Regions from separate parts of the Zea mays genome. Here region 1 is linked to region 2. The links are chromatin contacts, called in public Hi-C maps. All regions are on one chromosome and are shown on one strand. Each heading gives the region's core, a stretch centred on a gene start, on an enhancer-like site or on the middle of the called end of the contact. The rest is flanking DNA. Distances are from core to core; before and after follow the strand shown.

Region 1 (2,700 bases), core at 78-2,577, 280 kb before region 2:
CTTTTAGAGACCGAGATAGGGAGCTGCATATGCATGTCCTGCCGCCACCCAACCTAAGCCCGCAGCCACTGCTCCAGTACCGTCCATGGTTGGACGGCACGAGTTGGGGACGCGGATTTCTACTCGGGCTAGCATTGGTCGGCGGCGGCGTGGTGTCATCGGGTGGCTGGCGGCGTGTGCGAAGAACAGAGAAGATGGGAGATGAGGAGCTCTTGAATCCGTGAATGTACTATGATATATACCTTTCGAACTAAATCTGGAACTAGTTCTTTGCCCGTATGTTACTGTTTTTTTTTCTTATTTTAAACTATTAGATCTATTAAAATAGATAGCTCTAGTTTTTCTTCTTCCGAGAACTGTAAAATTTCTCGTATGGGCAAAGACAAATGACCTATAAGAGCAGCTCCAATAGTTATGTATATTTCTACTACCTAAATTTGAGATTTAGCAAGTACTCAAATAATATAGGAAACAAAAAAACTTATCTCCTCCAACAGTTCTCTATATATTACTTCCTAAATATGTTAAAACTTGTCATATCACCAATTTGAGTGTGATTAGCCATTTTTCCTTTTGTTTTCATCTCCCTTCTGCAACTCGATCTCAAAATTGTGACCTCGTCAGCAAACTGATCCAACATGGTGAGTTGTGTTGTCCTTTTGATTTGTTGCCACAATTGTTTATTCTCAACATGTGCATGTGCAACAGTTACATTATTAATTGTTTAATCTCTAACTTACTAGGTGCTGCAATTGTGCATCACCAACAGCTGACGCATGGACTCAGAATGTGGAAAAGACGTCCAACTAAAAGAAGTATGCCAGATTTTATGTTTCGGGAGTTGGTAAGTGGTTGCTAAATGTAGGTAGGAAATAAGGTTAGATGAAAAGTGACTAAATTTAGAAAGTTTATTTAGAGAGCTGTTGGAGATGAGTTTTTAGGTTAACTATCTAAATTATTGATTTAAGGAGTATTTTAGAGAACTACTGTAGTTGCTCTAAGTAATGTAGAAGAGAAGGAATATGTCATGTCAGAAATTAATGTCAAGAGGTCACACTGTAACAAGTGCAGACCTGGATGGTTTGGCAAGGGAACAAGGGTGCCTACCATAGTACACCTACCAATTCCCTCTAAATTACACGATCTTGGTCGTCCTCAGCCAAAGTTTTCGCGGCCATTAGAGCTCCACGTGTCCACTTAACCGATTCACCAACTCCACCTTCGCGCTAAGCTCCCCGCCTCCCGCTCGTCCCCGGTGGCTTCATCACTTCATCTCCCTCCCCCTATTAATACAGCTCAGCAGCTTCACTGCCATTTCGCACTCAAAAACACAAACGCAAGCACAAGCAAAACACAAAGAAGCTCAAGAAAGCTGAGGCAAGCCCAGAAGAAGAAAAAAAAAACTAGAAGGAGAGATGGGAAGAAGCGAAGGCAGCACAAGCCCAGCGGCTGGGGGAGCCGCCTGCGCGTGCGCGGTCTGCGGCGGCGCCGCGGTGGTGTACTGCGCGGCGGACGCTGCGGCGCTCTGCAGCCCCTGCGACACCGCTGTGCACGCTGCGAACCTGCTGGCGTCGCGCCACGAGCGCGTGCCCCTTTCCATGGTGACTGCTGCATCCGGCGTGTACGACGACGACCTCTTCGCGCCCGACGACATCGACGCGGCGTCGTCGTGGGCGTCGGCGCCTGCGCAGGGGCAGGGAAGCCCCCAGAACGGGAGCTCGTCGGCGAGCTTCACCACCGGCGACAGCGGCGCGGAGGGCAGGGGCCTGTTCGACCTGCTGTCCGACGTCGACTTCGCTGCCTGTGTCACGGGCGGCGGCGGCTACCTGCCGGACGGCGTGGCGCCCGTCGTCCATCACGGCGCTGCACCTCTGTGGGCGCAGCCCGGTCTGGCCGCCGCCGCATGGACGGCCACGTGGTCGCCCGCTGTCGTCGTCCCGGGCGCCGCCGTGGTCGCCGCGGCGGCGGCGGAGCGGGAGGCGAGGGTGCAGAGGTACCGCGAGAAGCGCGAGAGGCGCAAGTTCCAGAAGACCATCCGCTACGCGTCCCGCAAGGCCTATGCCGAGGCGCGGCCCAGGATCAAGGGCCGCTTTGTCAAGCGCGCCGCCGGCACCTCCTCCTCCTCCTCCTCGGGTGCCGGCACATCGGACAGCATCGACGCTGCTGCCAAGTTCTGGCTCTCCTTCTCCGACGACGCCAGGGACGGCTTCTTCGTGGACGCCGGGGCCTACGGGGTCGTGCCAAGCTTCTAGAAAGTTTGTGCCTTGAAAATTTAGGGGTCACACTCGCATCACAGCGGGCAGCGCTTCTGGGCTTCTGGCGGTGGCGTTCGCCCAGTTTGAAGCAAGTTAAGCAACCGCCCTTCTCGTTTGTGTCGTGTCGTCTCGTCATTCATGTGAGCAGCATCCGTGGTGAAATTCCGCCATCGCTATTTTTAAATGATGGCGCGGAATTTCGATGGGTCATCACCAGTTGGTGAACGAACTAGGGGATTTATTGTGTCTTGTAAGATACAACTTTACTGGGTTGTCTATCAAATTCTGCGTTGGCTCATCGTCATCGCTTTACTGGGGCTAACAATATAGTTGTGGTGGAAATCTGCCATCCATGCTTCCATAGCAAGCTCTTAGATGATCGGAATAAAAGGGGATTTTGATGGGCCAATCAGGAAGTGGGTTTGGTTAATCTATATATGGAGCA
Region 2 (2,700 bases), core at 76-2,575:
TTTCCAAAGATTTTATGTGTTTGATACAAGATTAATTAGGATATAATATTTAATGTGACTTTCATGTCAAAACAATGGCACTATTGGATAAACAATAATTTTACAAAATTATAGAAACTAGAACGAATTAATTTGGACTTAATTTGAATTTTCTAGGAATTTTACAAGTTTCTGCAATTAATTTCATACTAAAAATCAATTTCCTTAATCATTTATTCCTTTTTACTGACTTCTGGTCTGCGCACGTGATTTAAACAAAAGCTAGGGTTCACTGCGCAAATAACACTAAGACTCAGAGTTCCACTAATAGGACTGCGGGTTGAATCTCAATAAACCCAGGGGTTCTTTAATAAAATTGTCGAGGCTGAATGGGTATCTATGGATCTGGGCCGCACGATCACAAGTGGACGGTGCAGATTAGATCCAGATTCATCCTGAACCGGTACGCAGCACTAGCCCTACGATCTGCGATCAACGGACCGCAACGCTTCATACCGAGATTGATTCTGCGCCCTCCGATCTAATTCCAACGCTCCGATCTACCTGGCCCGAATCGGTACGCCAGATCTAATCGCAGCCGCAGGCGTCCGATCCAACGTGCATGCCCCTCACCCTAATCCCTTCCACTGTGACGGCGGCGCGAGATCCATGCGCGGTGGGCGCCCGCCGGCGAACTACTAACCAGCGCCCGAGCGCCCAACTACCTAATTCCGATGATGCTACACAATGCTTGGAGCACCCCGAATCACCTAGCTGAGCACACGCCGGCATTAGAGGCTTAGGGTCCCGTGCCCGCGTAGGTCATCGCACCGTGGCGGAGGCTCTGCTCCGACGAGCGATTGCCGGCGGCAAAACAACTATTGTTGAGTAATTCTAGGCGCGAACGGAAAAGAATGAACAGAGGTAGACTCAAGAGGGGACTCACGACGATCGGAGCAACAAATTTGGCCTTCCACGCTTCCCCGGCAGCGCGGTCCGATCTCCCATGGCTCCCACAAGCTCTCTCACGATGGGAGGACGAATCCATAGTTGTCTAGGCATTGAAATAGGGTCGCGGGCGTGCAGCGCGACCAACCTTTATACGCACGATGAGGCTACCGGATCGGAGCAGTCATGGTCGAGGATTCCGCACTGTGCGCCGGTCGTGCCAGGAATGCGGGCGATTCTGTTGGGGAGGGATATGACGTGTGGGGGGCACAGTTAGAGACGCGGAGGGACGCGGTGCAGTCAAATGGTGGAGCTGGCGCGCGGGTCCCGCGGAGCAGCGAAGGAGGGGAAGCGCGTACGCGAGTGTGTGGTCGACCAAGCGGACCCGCCAGTCAGTTCCCCGGGCAGGTTTAGGCGCGGTGAGTGACTGTCCAGTGGGACCATGCTATCGGCGCCGCTCCTTGGGATTGGGCTGCGCGGAATCCGGTGAAGAATGGGCCGAAAATGGTTATTCCAGCCCAACAAAGTTTTTTTCCTTTTCTTTTTCATTTCCTTTTTCTGATTCCTTTTTCCTCTTTATTTTTAGAATTCACGTTTGAATTTAAATTTTGTTATGAGATTCCTCAATGATCAAAGTGTACCAAATTCAAATTTTAGAGTAAAGAAATATATTCTTATTTATATATTTTATTTTACCTCATTTGTTTAGTATTTTCTTCTCTTTTCTCAATTCTAGAATTTCTTTTAGATCTTAAATTCCACTTTGTACTTTTATATATTTCTTTTTACATTATTTTTATGTTGTCACAAAATGCACACAAAATAAAAATCTCAGCATGATGCATAATTTAGTGGTATGTCTTTTATTAATTATTTGTTTTTAAATGTGGTGTTCACATGTGATGGTGAATAGAGATGACACATACATATATATAAAAGAAATAATGTCTCCTTTAATATTTTCTTACAAATTGGGTATTACACACCGGTTGGTGGCTGCGGTAGCCACGGCTCCTCGACCCGGACGCGTGGTGGCGGCGGTTCCTCGATCCAAAGTAGAGGTGGTGGTTCCCAGGTCAGTGGCGCGGTGGCTCCCCGATCCAGAGGGCGAGTGACGGCGGGCCCCTGTGCGGGCAAGCGGCGCCGTCCCCAGGGCCCCAAGGCGGCGACATTCCCGAGGCGGCGGCGCCCCTCGACGTGCGAGTAGCGATGACGACGCATGAGGTGCGAGGTGCACACAACGACGATCGCACGTGACATCCTCCGATCTGGTACAGTTCGGGTGGCCCGAGTGACGACCTCCATGTGTTCTTGTGTCGTTGACGACGTCCTCCAGCGACTACCACCTCCGATTCGTGTTGTCTTTCGATTATTATGTTTTATGCCTATAACATGCACTATTTACGCTGAAAACTGTACAATTTTATGCTTGAACACGGAGTTTCTATATCAGTTTATTGCATGCATATTTTTTGCATGCAAATTGGAAAAGGCAATTTCTTGATTTATGTTGTTCATAATTACCATAAAAAATCAAATCAAATCATTTAAGTTCGTAGCGGCTAGATTTTCACGTCTGTCATAAAATTGTCCCTAATTATCGCCTATTCGTAATAACCATAAAAATTGAAATAAAATCACTTATGTTTGTAACTGCTAAATTTTTATGTCTGCCATAAAACTGTTCCTAATTCCTGCTGCGTTCTTAGTTGGACTGATATTAGGTTTTTTTATCAATTATGCTACATAGTATAATTATTTATGCGACGTTGT

Evidence for each region. A called contact is a pair of places that touch in the nucleus more often than the background predicts.
Region 1: a contact with region 2 is called in a Hi-C map of endosperm, with 3 times the contacts expected there. The contact joins the promoter of LOC100281883 here to the enhancer-like site in region 2. A contact is called at or near these places in 2 of 25 Hi-C or Micro-C datasets (endosperm and leaf).

What each region holds. Positions count from the first base shown.
Region 1 is chr10:55,423,569-55,426,268 of Zm-B73-REFERENCE-NAM-5.0, reverse strand. LOC100281883 (CONSTANS-like protein CO8) reads left to right here and starts at 1,327. Exons shown (of 1, transcript NM_001154803.1): 1 at 1,327-2,700. The coding sequence starts at 1,416. The coding sequence ends at 2,252.
Region 2 is chr10:55,142,731-55,145,430 of Zm-B73-REFERENCE-NAM-5.0, reverse strand. No RefSeq gene overlaps it. Among protein-coding and RNA genes, the nearest start is that of LOC103641093, 23 kb to the right of the region's middle. Within about 2 kb of position 1,325, at least 20 of the 20 cell types and tissues checked have an H3K27ac peak or open chromatin away from gene starts, as enhancers often do. A contact at or near this core is called in endosperm and leaf, where this site is marked.